2 separate regions of the Triticum aestivum genome follow, and region 2 is linked to region 1. A link is a contact called in public Hi-C data. All regions are on one chromosome and are shown on one strand. Each heading gives the region's core, a stretch centred on a gene start, on an enhancer-like site or on the middle of the called end of the contact. The rest is flanking DNA. Distances are from core to core; before and after follow the strand shown.

The links. Hi-C and Micro-C count contacts between places; a contact is called where the count stands out from the background.
Region 2: a contact with region 1 is called in a Hi-C map of leaf, with 4 times the contacts expected there. The contact joins the promoter of LOC123149543 here to the promoter of LOC123149528 in region 1. A contact is called at or near these places in 2 of 5 Hi-C or Micro-C datasets (both in leaf).

The regions. Positions count from the first base shown.
Region 1 is chr1B:688,631,922-688,639,084 of IWGSC CS RefSeq v2.1, reverse strand. It overlaps LOC123149528 (stress response protein NST1), which reads left to right and starts at 2,557. Exons shown (of 3, transcript XM_044569204.1): 1 at 2,557-2,776; 2 at 6,106-7,163. The coding sequence starts at 6,206. It overlaps LOC123149534 (ATP-dependent Clp protease proteolytic subunit-related protein 1, chloroplastic), which reads left to right. Exons shown (of 9, transcript XM_044569217.1): 4 at 1; 5 at 88-150; 6 at 854-965; 7 at 1,060-1,121; 8 at 1,220-1,402; 9 at 1,503-1,832. The coding sequence ends at 1,604.
Region 2 is chr1B:689,077,391-689,084,553 of IWGSC CS RefSeq v2.1, reverse strand. It overlaps LOC123149543 (plant cysteine oxidase 2), which reads left to right and starts at 3,600. Exons shown (of 5, transcript XM_044569229.1): 1 at 3,600-3,981; 2 at 4,866-4,984; 3 at 5,093-5,255; 4 at 5,376-5,582; 5 at 5,678-6,154. The coding sequence starts at 3,705. The coding sequence ends at 5,769.

The DNA.
Region 1 (7,163 bases), core at 1,308-3,807:
GGTACGTACTTAATTGTTAACATGCCATTTTCCATTCTGTTTGACATTATTCGAGTATTAACATTCCTATTCTCTGTGCTGCAATAGGATGAAAATAACGAGCTGGTGGCGTCTGAAACTGATGCCTATGCAATTGCTGATTTTATTAATGTAAGCCCTTGTCTTTTGTCACTCAGATTAACTGGAAACTTGACATACCTTTCTATCGTGCCCATAATGTTACACATAATTCGTCATATCTTGTGTCGATATTTGCATATTGGGTTGGATCCACGAACTATCTTTGCATTAGTGATCCCCTGTTTTTATTAGTCCCAGGGCATATTTATATTTTGCAACTAGGCAAGTAATTATTGTCTTTATGTTGCAAATTTTCAATATCATGACTGTTCAGAAGTTTTTGCACAAATGTGTATGCCGTTGCAGCATGCTATTCTTCTTAGCTCCTGGGGTTTTTAGTCTATAGCAGTTTGAATATTTTGCACATTTGATTGTGTTCCTTCATATTTCCCAAAAATTGAAGCAAAGTTCAGTTGGCTGGAGTTGTGTCTGCTATCAGAGATGCTACTCTTTACTTCGATTTTTATTTTTAAGCTTTTGCCTGCACCTTTCATCCTAAGGGGTCTTGAATTAACTTTATTAGTGTTTAGTGAGCCATGAAACTGGACCTACAGAAGTTGGTTGTTTTTACCTCTCAGACTGCAGGTACACCTTCACAGACTCCGCCGATAAATCACATGGGATGAAGGATTCCATTTCCTTCAAAGCAACATGACTATTGGCATTGATCTTTATTCATACACAAAAAGAGTTTAGTCTGACTCTCATATCATATCTTTTTTTGATTTTACAGCGAAGCAAAGCCAAGGTTTACACAATCAATCTTAGCATGGCGTATGGCCAGGCTGCAATGCTTCTTTCCCTGGGGATGAAGGGTAAAAGAGGAGTGTTACCAAATTCGATAAGTATGTCCCTTTTCTTGGATTCCTGGGCGACATGGATATATGACTCTGACACGGTAGTCTTAAATATCTCTTGATGCGCATTTCTGAACTGCAGCTAAACTGCACCTACCCAAGGTCCACAAATCCGGTGGAGCCGCCATTGATATGTGGATTAAGGTGAAACCCCCCAACTCTTCCTTTCACTATGTTTGCATCTAACTCAGGACCATGTTACACGGTCGTGCTTTGCACTGAGTATTTATTTTGTCCTCAAGGCAAAAGAGCTGGAGACAAACACGGACTACTACCTGGAGCTCGTGTCCCAGGGAGTCGGTAAACCTAAGGAAGAGCTCGCAGAATTCCTGAGAGGCCCAAGGTACTTCCGCGCACAGGAGGCCATCGACTACGGCCTCGCCGACACGATCCTGCACTCGCTGGACGGCTCGTTCAAGCCGAAGGTACCGCCTTTTAGCCCCTTGTCTTGTCCATCCATGCATGATTTATGTAATGCCGCGGGGCGGGGGACTTTGCGCTGACCGATACTTCGTCGTGGACCAGGACCTGACGGCGCAGCTGGCCAAGGCGCAGGAGATGCGGCAGTCTGGGAAGCGCGCGCCGGCTGGAGCTGGGCGATGGTCGACCCCGACCGCACCAAGATAGACTAGAACGCGGACGATATGCTCAGGCGACTGTCCTGCCTGTTGGTTGTAGACTTAGAAGATACCTGTCTGTTGTCTGGAATAGATGATCGACCCCGATGTGAACTTTGCACACGCACTATACAGCACCCTCTCTATTTGTGGAAACCCCAAAATTTTGCCAACTCTTGTTTGTAGAAGAAGTGATAAGACTTGAGGTTTCTTGTGTCAACCTGCACATTTTTATCTACAGAAATACTACAGTATACTACAATTTAGTTTTTTTTTGCCGGTAAAGTGTTCTTTTTTTCTTTTGCGGAAAGGCATGAGGCTATACATTAAGTATCACAGGTCCTTACAAACACACCCTTACAGAAAGATTGAAATACATCTTTTTTAGAAAAAGTATACAGTATGGTTACACAAATAGTTTTAATTTTTATTAAATGAGTACATTTATCCATGTATTTTGTATGCATTGCTTACTTCGGGGAGAAGAACTTGTGGCAATGGCAGTAGCGATCATCTACATTCATAATGTTTTATAGTTCAAAAAAGAATGTCCTAATAACCCTCGCAAAAAAAAAAGAATGTCCTAATAAAATTGCTTTATAAATGTCGCACCCTTCATTAAAAAGCTCATCTATATAAGCAACATGCTCACACTCACGTTGAAAATTGCTTTTTTAGGAGGGGTTTTTCTTTTTGAGATATTTTGAGGAGGCTGGCAGGCTAGATTGAGCCGCCCAAACAGAAGGCTCGTCTCATCTCCGGCCCGGCCGGCTCGACGCGCAGAACCGGGCCGCATCTTCATGTCCAGCCCAAGCCCAGCCTAACAATGCAGCTTCGGGCGCATATTCCGTCGCACATGCAGCCCGAACGGAGAAAACAAAACACACGGGGGCCCCACTCTCCTTCCTCTTCCCCACCCCAACGCCGATCCCCAATCCCTCGCCGGCGCCGGGATCCCCGCCCGCCCGCCCGCAGTTCTCCCCCCCACCCTCCCTCACCACCATCCACCGCAGCCGATCTACCGCCGCGCCGCCGCCGCGGAGTGGCCGGCCGCGCGCTCGAGGACGCCGGCCGTCGGCGACCGGGGAGAAGGCGCGAAGGCTCCGCTGCCGTGGTAGCTTTCCGCGGCGAGCAGGCCTCGGGGCGGAAGCGGGAGGAGGGAGCCGGCCGTCACCGTGGACGGTAAGAGCAGCAGCTGTACTGTGGCGCCACATCGCCCAGGCCCAGCGACCATGATTGATTTCCGCCAGTTTGATTTATAGACGTATGTCCCTGTAGCTGCAGGTCCATCGCTGAGTAGAGTAGATACAAGGTGTAGCAGACATGCGGTAGAGAGTACAGGATGCACACGGTAGAGCGGGTGTAGGTCTAGGGTTTTACAGGGGTGCTGGAATTGGGGGGAGCTATGCCGGGGGCGGTGGTAAAGGGGGGAGCCGCTGTGCCCGGCTGGCCTGATGCACGGTGAGGGTAGGGTGCCTGGCTTGACGGCGCGACAGCCGGGGTGTGTGCGATTTATGCCTCTCGGGGAGGGTAGTGAGGGGGGTTCAAATTCTTCTAGTAAGTGCTTAATAAAGAGTGATACGAATAAGTAATCTCCTGCAAGGTAATTGAAACAACATCCTCCTTGATCAAATCACTTTTATTTTTGTTTGGGACCCTTGTCTTGTGAGACTATCCCGACCTTCTGGCACTCATCAGAAGTTTTGGTATATACGGGACTTATGCAAACCCATTTTGCAAAGAGAACGGAATGGAAAATTCTAACCGAAATCTAAGCATGTAAATTCAGTCAATAGGCTGACTGGCCGATTAAACCCTACTCCACCCGACCGAGCAGCTACAAGTTACCGATATCCTGAACATTGGCTCCACCTCAGCTGGGTTTGCCTTCCACTGTGGTTATACTACGGTTTGATGTAGTTTTGCTGGCTTAACCGAACTTATTGCCCTGTTGCCAAACAGCAGTTTTCCCATATATTGCAATTCTTCTCTTCTTTCAGTAATTTCATCTTCTCCTGTTGAAAGAGCATGCCACAGTTTATGAGCCAAAACTTCGAACAGTCTAGATTATGTGTCATAAATAGAGGAGATGTAGCTACGTCTACATCTGTATAATTACTTTGGTTGTAAGCATCATGACATATACGGTGTTCTTATTGTAATGTTTGCATTCTCCCCACTTTACAATCCCTTTGTGATGAACTGCTGGGATTTACCTTGCATGCTTAAGTTAATATCTTGTATGTATATTTGCAAATCAGAAGCCCCATTGAGCCTCCACATTTCATTATCAAGAAATCATGTCTAGCAGCCTTTATTGCAATGATATAGACCGTTGGATGGCACCTAAATCCATCTGTGTTTATTTGTCCGTCTCATCTATGCACATGACCCAACCGGACTCAATTAGCAGTGTAACTCACTCATGTCTAAGTTTCCGTTTGACCCAGGATGTCCCCCTTTTTTTTTTATCAAACTGCAAGATAACCATTGCCTACGAACATACATGCCAGACAAGTTAAAATTCACATGGAAAGTTTGTAAACAATCTTTAGCTGCAGACTGCCACATTTGTAGGTTCTGACTAGCATATCGTACTTCTGAGGACACAGTGAACCTATCATCCAGATGTGGTGAATGTATACAAGAAAGGTTTAACGTCAGTGAGTGTAAATGCCAGTAGATAACAGTTGTCCTGTTTTTGTTGCATTGGAAAAAGGGAATTGTCCACCTATACTGTGGATTTAATTGTGATTTGAGTATGAATTGAATTTGTCTGGTGAGACTATCCTCACTTTTTGTCATTTAAGAGAAGCTTTGGCATATACCTTGGGACTTATGCAATTCCATTTCGTAAAGAGAATGGAAAGGAAATTTCTAGCCAAATACGAAGCACGTAATATTTATAATATACCAGTTAGAAATCCATGAATTGCAAATTTGCAAAAGAAAAACAGCATACATAGTTAAAAATTTGAGTTTTTCCACATGAAGCAGTGGCACATGGCAACTACTCCTCTGTCCCAAAATAAGTGTCTCAACTTTGTACTAGCTCTAGTACAAATTTGTACTAAGCTCAAGACACTTATTTTGGGACGGAGGGAGTATTAGTTTGGCCACTCATCAAAAATCGCAAATATCGGTTCCACCTACGATGGCCTTGTCTTCAACTATGGTTATGCTACGGTCTGATTTGGTTTTGCTAGCTGAGCCAAACCTATTGCCCTGTTGCTCAACATCAGTTTTCCTATATATTGCAATTCAAAATTAAGCTAGTATAAGTTTTCTTGGTTATTCTCTTCTTTCAGCGATTTCATATTTTTTTTCTGTTGAAAGTGTATGCCATAGCTTATGAGCCAAACTTCAAACAGATTAAGTTATGTGTCATAATTAGAGGAGATCTAGTTACACATTTGTATGATTACTTTGGCTGTAAGCATCATGTCAAATGCTGTGTTTTTATTGTAATGTTTACATTTTTCTTGTTTCCAATCCCTTTTTAATGGACTGCTGGGATTTACCTTGCACGCTGAAGTTCATACCTTATATGTATATTTACAAATTGGATGCTGCATTCGATCCTCCACTTTAATTCTCGAGAAATCACCTCTAGCATCCTGATTGCAGTGTTATAGACCGTCAGATGGCACCTAAATCCATCTCTGATTAGTTTTTTCCTTCCCATCTATCCACGGGGCCCAACCAGACTCAGTTTGCAGCTGGAACTCGGTCCCTGTCTAGGTTTTCCCTTAACCCAGGGTGTCCCTTTATTTAATCAAACCTCAAGATAACCATTGCTTATGAACATAATGAATATGGCAGACATAAAATTTAATATGGAAGTTTGTAAACGATCTTTAGGTTCAGACTGCCACATTTGTAGGTTCAGACTAGCATATCACACTTCTCAGGACACGGTGAAGGTATCATCCAGATGTGGTTAATCGTGAATGTATACAAAGAAAGGTTTATTTGTCAGTGCGTGTGTGGCTCCACCTCTTGAAAATGCCAACGGACAGCAGTTGTCCTGTTTTTGTTGCATAGGAAAAAGTGAATGGTCCAACCGTACTCTTTTATTTAATTGCGCTCTGAGCATCAACTGAATTTGAGTTTTTTTTTCTGAATAAATTTGAGTGTTTATTGACAGCCTGATTTGGACCAGAACCCTGAGCCATTGACTAAAACACTAATTTTTTGTATGCGGTATCATATTTGAATATGCGTCAGACGTACAGGCTGTCTGCCCCAAACTCTATTCACCGCAGCAGCTTATGACCGACCATGTTATGGTTATGTTTTAAACCTACCGTCTTATATTATGATATTGTATAACCTTTTTGTTCTGTAGGTTCTTAGCGCCTTGGCATGCGTAACATGGCAGCCTTTTCATTTGTTTCTTGCAATAGTTAGCTAGTCAGTTAGCTATTTAGTTGTGGCAACATTGAGAAGTATACAGATGTGCAAATATGCATGTGCAGGGCTTTTGATAATTTGTCCAAATTACTATGCAGGGCGCTATTGTGATATTGAAGCGAAGACCTGTGGCACCTCCTGTACCTTTTGTATGGTATTGACAAGAAGTACAACTGCCTGGGTGATTATTTTGGGATAATGGACCGCAGTAACCTACCTCCTGGAAACACGACGCAAGGAGCTCCTTATGGTAGTTTGAATGTACATGGTAACTCCATGCAAATGCATCCTCCAAGCTCAGGAAAACATCTATTCAACCAATCTCAGATGCCAGGGAGTTTCACAATGCCTATCAACCGGGCTACAGAGCATGATAACCCCGGATCCGGATTTCAGTTTGTAGAACATGGAAAAAAGGATCACCACCAGCAGCAGCAGCAGCACAACCATCTTATAAAGAACTCCATCAGTGACGACGAGGAGCATGATATGACCGAGGATACTACTGATGCCCAGAGTGGCAAGGGCAAAAAAGGCTCGGCATGGCATCGGATGAAGTGGACTGGTTCAATGGTTAAGCTTTTGATTACCGCAGCGTCTTACACGGGGGAGGATCCTGGGGCGGATTTGGGCGGCGGGAGGAGGAACATTACAGTAATGCAGAAGAAGGGCAAATGGAAAGCAATATCAAAGGTTATGGGTGAAAGAGGCTGCAACGTGTCACCGCAGCAGTGCGAGGATAAGTTCAATGACCTCAACAAGAGATACAAAAGGCTTACGGATATCCTTGGTCGTGGTACTGCTTGCAATGTTGTGGATAATCCAGCACTCCTTGATTGCATGAATAATCTGTCTGATAAGATGAAAGAAGATGCAAGGAAGATATTGAACTCTAAGCATTTATTCTATGAGATGATGTGTTCCTATCATAACAACAACCGTGTGAATTTACCCGAAGATCCTGCACTTCAGCACTCACTACAGGTTGCTCTTAGATGTAAAGAGGAGCATGATCCGAGGAGGGATGCAAGTGGAGATGCTGAAGAAGATGACCACAATGCAGATTCTGATTATGAGGATCATGACGAAGAGCATCAAGCAGTTCATCACAGTATGAGGGATCCTCCCATGAATAAAAGGATGTGTCATGCATTGG
Region 2 (7,163 bases), core at 2,351-4,850, 440 kb before region 1:
CATGCAACTCATGCACGTATGAAAAGAAACTTACGTAGATCAAGGAACTAGCACCAAATCTAGTTAAATTGGGACATAATTCTAGCATAAACAATCATCTGGCAACCAAACGATGCAGTTTCAATCGAACATTACCCTAAACATACGATATAAAAACTTAACTAAACAGGGAACTGCATAGGAAATCACCATTTTCTTGGAGCCCCATTCCCCTTGCGGTCGGTGCTGCTGCTTTGGCCTTCAGTGTAGGGGTCGGCCGTCGGAGAGTCATCGTCATTGTCGAAGCTTGATCCGTCTTCGGAGTCGTTCGAAAGCTTCATGTAACAAAATTTCGATTTCTAGCATGGAACAAAGTTGATTTTGGATCAATACTTTAAATAATTCTATAAATACAAGGCTAACAATACTCGCAAATGCATATGTGCTACTTGTGAGCTGCGTTGGGATTTCCCCGAAGAGGAGAGGATGATGCAGTACAATAGAGACAAGTATTTTTTTCAATTAAGAACTAAGGTTATCAATCCATTAGGAGAACCAAGAGAACACCTCGTTAACAACACCTGCACATAAAATGACAAATACTTGCACCTAACGCAAACAAGGGGTTATCAATCCCTTGGCGGTTAATTGCAAGGATAAAATCTTGTGTAGGTAGATGGATAAATAAAATACAAAATAAAATAAGTAAAGAAAAAATGCAACAAGGTATTTTTGGTTTTTGATATATGATGAAAATAGACCCGGGGGCCATAGTTTTCACTAAAGGCTTCTCTCTTGAAAATATCATATAGTTGGTAAAGAAATTATTGTTGGGCAATTGATTGAAAAGCGAATAATCATGATGATATCTAAGGCAATGATCATGTATATAGGCATCACGTCCGAGACAAGTGGACCAAAATGATTCTACATGTACTACTATTACTCCACACATCATCCGCTATCCAGCATGCATCTAGAGTATTAAGTTCATAAAAAATGGAGTAATGCCTTAAGCAAGATGAAATGATGTAGACAAAGTAAAGTCACATATGAATAAACCTCATCTTTTTATCCTTAATAGCAATGATACAATATGTGCCATGTCACCTTCTGTCACTAGGATTGAACACCGCAAGATCGAACCCATTACAAAGCACCACTCCCATTGCAAGAAAAATCAATATAGTTGGCCAAACCAAATCCATAGATCGGAGAGAAATATGAAGCTATAATAATCATGCATAAAAGAGTTCAAAGAAGACTCAAATAATGTTCATGCATAATCTGATCATAAACTCACAATTCATCAGATGCCAACAAATACACCGCAAAAAGTGATTACATCGAATAGATATCCAAGAACATTAAGGAGAAAATTGTATTAAAAATCAAAGAGAGAGAATAAGCCATCTAGCTACTAGCTATGGATCCGTAGGTCTGTGGTAAACTACTCACACATCATCAGAAGGGCAGCAAGGTTGATGTAGGGCCACTCCATGGTTGAATCCCCCTCCGGCAAAGTGCCAGAAAAGGCCCTAGATGGGATCTCTCAAGAACAGAAACTTGCGGCGGCGGAAATATGGTTTCTGTTGGTTTCCCGATTTTAGAGAATTTAAAAAGGCGGAATTAGGTCAAACGGAGCAAAGGTGGGCCCACGATGGGCACGCCCTAGTGGTTCATGGCCACCTCCTTTCGACTTCTGACTTCCTATCGAAGCTTCTAGTGTCTCTTTTGCCTAGAAAAAAATCTTCAAAAAGTTTTTTAGCAGTTGGATTTCGTTTGGTACTGATATTCTTGAAAACAAAAAATAGGCAAAAATAGCAACTAGCACTGGACACTAAGTTAATAGGTTAGTCCCAAAAAATAATATAATTGCTTGAAATTGCATATAAAACATCCAAGTGATACTATAATCGCATGGAACAATTAAAAATTATATATACGTTAGAGACGTATCAATATGCTATTATAAATGGCTGCCACAACCTTAGGAAACCAAATTTGGGCTGACCCACCTGTTCAGAAGGGTCAGCGGTGCCCGACTCCCTTAGTCGAATATCCATAGCACGAGGCAGACCCCAAAGACCCATTGGCCTTGGTGTTTTTTACCAGAGCAAAGTCCAATGGGTAACATTGGCCCACTCCCATCTTCGCGTTGCCTATCTGACTAGCTTTTGTTAGGACCACGTCGTCATATCTGGCTGGTTGAGCCTCATGATAGCATCTTTAGCTGGGCATCTCAAACCATCTCGAAACGTTTGGGTGGACAACTCGGTCATTGGCTTGTAAAAAAAACCGACCCATCCGGGCGCCTTAGATCGTCCTCAAACGTCGGGCTGTCCAGCGCCCCACATACTAGCCTAAACCGAAGTTAATCCGCAGTCTACTGCACTTTCCTCTTTGCCAACTCCACTCCCAATCCCTCCTCGATCTGAATCGATGACTGGCGACGGTAGCAGCACTGGCTTTGGTGGCGAATCTGGCGGCTCCGATGGGATGTCGAGCCTGTTGCGCGACGCAGAGCTCGACAATGTGGAGGAGATGGCAGAGATGGATGTGCGGCACCTCCATCGCAACAATACCAAGGCGCACAGACTCGCCATCGATCTGTCGGAGCGCGAGGCAAACAAGGAGGTGTCGGCCAAGGCGAAGCCGGCCCGGCATGCGAAAGAGTTGGACGGCTTGTTCCGGAGGCTATTAGGCCAAACATGCTTCGATGACTTTGAACTGACGAATGGCTCCACCTGCAACTCCGACGGCTACGCGCCGCCGCACGCCGGCGCGTACATGGAGGAGGTTCTTAGCCGCGCCAACAACTGCATGGGAAAGGGGCCGGCGAGAATATGGTGGTTTCCTTTGCCCTTCCCCGTTTTATCTATGTTTTACTTATTATTTAAGTAGTTTGCAGTACTGATTTGCATGGTACGCAGATGAATTAAGGTCCTTTTGTCGGCGTTGAAATGGTGATCCTACATAAAGTTGCATGGGTTGGAGGTTTTAGAAATGAGAGACGTGGCTGTGGGTGCAAACATATGAGACGTGTCCGGTTAGTGCCCGTGAACACGCCCGGCGTGTCCACAGGAGTTTGAGGGGCTAGATTTGCTAAGCGTGGCCGTAAAGAAAGTTGGTTCAAAACCATTAAAAGAAAACTTAGAGATCCCCCTCAAAGAGAAAATGAAAAACTCAAAGCTCAAAACAGGGTCTAGACTAGAAGAAGAGAAGCGGCGGGGTGGCTCCAGCGTGGCATGCCGGGGCGCCCACGTGGCCGGCACGCGCGTCCACGCGGTCCGCTTCCGCCTGCCGCTGCCGCCCGCCCGAGCGGCCGAGAGCGAGCGAGTGTACAAATGTCCGACATTAAACAACCAGATATGCACATATATATAAACCGAATAATGCTGGGGATAGAAGGCGAATATCTGGCGAGTAAATAAGCAGAAATAAAGAAAACCGGTGGCAGTATTGCGGGTCGCCCACAGGAATGAGCGCCTGGCCAAGGTCTCCTTCGTCTCCCCCCGCTCGCCCCCGGTTTTGGTTTCTCTCCGGGCGGATTCCTCGTCTTCATACGAGCAGAGGATGGACGCCCCGCCGATACTCCCTCCTCAATATATACCCCGCCCCGCCCCCCGACCCGACCCCCACACTCGACCCCACCTCACCCCCCGCCCTCGCCCTCGCCCTCGCCGCCGACGACCCGCCGAGATCCGCCTCCTCCCCCGACCACCATGCCGGTGGCGCAGGACCCCGTCGGCGCGGCCGCAGGCGCGGAGACCGCCTCCTCCCGCAGGAACCGCCGCCGCAACAAGAAGTCCTCCGGCGCCGCCAACGCCAACGCCAACGCCAACGCCAACGCGGCCCCCGTGGTCGCCGTCCCGGTGCCGGTGCCGGCGCCGCCCACGCCGATGCAGCGCCTCTTCGACACCAGCCGCGAGGTCTTCGCCGGCTCCGCCCCCGGCTTCGTCCCGCCGCCCGACGCCGTCGCCCGCCTCGCCGCAATCCTCAGTGAGCATCCCCTCCCCATCCCTCTCCCGTACCCAATTACGCATGGTAGGTAGGTTGCTGTCCCAAGTTCGATTCGAGTCCCAGGTGAATTTGACATGGATGGCATGGGCGCCCATCAATCCGTGTCTCCCGTGCTCGGGATTTAGGAGGATGCAGTCGCAGGAGAATGATGTAGAATTCGCTGTCCCGCGACTTGTCCACGTCGCGGCTGCCTCCTATCGGCCCGTGACTCCTACATACATGCTCCTTTTCTGGCATGCCACGAGGTCGAGCCCGCTGGTATTTCTTTTTTGCCATGCACGCGCCGGCATGTCTGCCTGCCTGCCTGCCCGTGCCCGTGCCACGCCACGCCATTGCTGCAACACCACTGCTCTGCTCTACCAGTATTATTAATAATAATAATGCTGTATAAGTGTATCCTGCTGAACTTGACAGTAGCTACCATTGTCAGTGCAACTGTGCTTGCCATTTTGCATGTTACTCATCTGTCCCATAAATTTGCATTGCTCTGCATATACTTTGGTTCGAAACATGGCATTAAGGAACCTTGTTTCAGCAGTGTCCGAGTGAGTTTGGAGTTTACAGTATTTATTCATATTGTCTGATGATGAGTTTGTGTCACTCTGCATGCGGATACTATTAGATTCTGTTCATCATCAACTAATATTCATCTATTGGTGGGAGTAGCAACTTTTCTGTTATTCTTAATTTTGAATCTGATTGGTATTTCTACCTCCAGCCATGTCTTTTATTTAAAAGCAATTTCTGGAGTCATGCACCTGCATTTTTATATATGTATATCCAAATATCATGTCGTACCTGACCTGTCAATCAATATGATGAGGTACATCTCATCTGATCATTGCACTGTTGTTTGGTTTCAGATAATCTGAATCTGCAAGATGTTGGCATAGACACAAGCATGACGTGCTTCAAGCGCAGCGACTCGAGGGCGCCTCCTGCAGTCACCTATCTGCATTTCTACGACTGCCCCAAGTTCTCGGTAAGCTCACGCCTTCTACATACATTTCATGTACAATGATTATTTCCTGAAAAAAAGAAGGGCCTCTTACGATATACTGTTGCTGAACGCTTTGTGTGCTCTGTGCAGTTTGGTATCTTCTGTTTGCCCAAGCATGCCGTCATTCCCCTGCACAACCATCCCGGGATGACGGTCTTCAGCAAGATGCTCTTTGGCTCGATGCACCTCAAGTCGTATGACTGGGCCAGAAGCATCTCGGAGGCCGGCACTACTGCGCTCACCACCTCAGACGGTAAGTTTCCTAGTTTCATTCCCTGTTCCTCTATTTACTTCTTTTTTCTTTAGCAATGCTCCTGCCGCTGACAAATAAATCATTTGCTGATATGTTTCTTGTCCTGACCACTCACTCCAGGGGCTCGTCTCGCAAAGATCAACACAAACAATGTTGTTGACGCCTCAGCGGAGACCATCGTTCTGTACCCGGAGAATGGAGGCAACCTGCACTGCTTCACCGCGCTGACCCCTTGCGCTGTTCTCGACGTCATGGGACCCCCTTACAACAGCGCTGCTGGTAGGGACTGCGCGTACTACAGCGAGTCCCCGTTTGCAAACACAGCCGGTGAGTGTTCTCTTCCCATCCTTGAATTCAGTTTGTGAAGAACATGTGAATGCTTACCTCTTCTCCTCGCTGACGAAAACGTCCTCTGGTTTCAGGTGTGGCTGACGTGCGGTACTCCTGGCTGAAGGAGATCCCCAACAACTTCCGGATGAAGGGCGTAACGATGCCGCGGGACTTCGTCGTCTAGGAAGAAGCATTGACCATTGTTACCGGTCGTCTGAAGGGCGCTCCGTCCGTCTAGCTTCTTTGTGTAGATAACAGTTGTAACCTGCGAAAGGCAGGCAGTTGTCAGTTGTCAGTCAGTCCAACCTAGCTCTCAGGCTAGCAAACTCTTTTTTTACCCTTACCCGTGTTCGTCGGGGTTGAAACTATCTCATGTCGTCTGTCTGTCGTTATCTTGTCTTGTGTTGCGATTTTCTTGTGGTTCTGGCGTGCGGGGGGCATGGTCGCTCTTTCTTGTTACCCTGTTGTACAGGCACCCGTGCTGTTGGTGCAGCACGAGTGTTTTTTATGGTGACCATGCATGTACCCAATCAGCCCAGACCGCTGTTGAAATATCATTTGTTTCATCATTGTTTCTTTCTTTCTTTATGTGGAGTGCGGGAACAGAAATGGTGTCCACTCCGCTACCCTTGGTCAGCCTGTCTGACCTCTACTACATAACATCTGGGATGGCACCACTACCTGTCTCTTTGTGGAACTGCTTGGCAATAGATTTGTCCAAATGCGGATGTATCTAGACACGTTTTAGCGTTACATTCACCCGTATCTAGATAGGTCCAAGACAAGCTCTTTGGGACAGAGGTAGTATATACTAGTACTACACAATAGCTATAAGTAAGTCGTTTGAATTTACAATTTGGATCAGTAGATTATTGGAATGAGAAGCAGGCTCGTCGGATGCAAGCAAGGAAGGAAGGAGCAATGGCCGACGATCTATCTTAGGGTGGCAGGCTCGTCGGTGATGGGGTGTGTGTGTGGTGCGGGGGGGGGGGGGGGGGGGGGGGGGGTAGGAGGTGGCGGAATGATGTCGGTGGGTGCCGGTTGAGGGGAGGGCGGGTTGGCCAGGCTGGTTTAGGAGCACCGCGGCGACGGAGGTCGGTGCGTGGGGTGGTCTTAGGGAAGAAGGTGAACATTCTATAGGGCAGGAGGTCGAAGAAAACAATCTGGCCACTCATTTCGCATCGGACGGCTAAAAACCGATCGACCTGCTCAAATTAAATTTCCAGTCATCTTACCCCTAGCCAGTCCTATTAGTACCTACCTATTGCGTACATAGAATAAAGACTCATGGAACCCAATTGCCTTGTTGCAAAACGATGTAAAAGCAAACAACTGTTGCAACATGATATACATAGAATAAAGACTCATGGAACACAATTGCTCGGTTATGGTCGCCCTTACGAGAAGCGTGTTCTTGTGTGCAGGAGTGGTCTTTTTTTAGGGTGGCCATGTACTACGTACCAAATCAGCCTAGGGTGTCGTCTGTCTCTGTTGGCTTGGCTCGCTGAAAAGGATAACTAGTCTAGCTACACTACCTTCCTTTCTTTGGCATGCTCTTTCTAGCACTGCTTACTATGG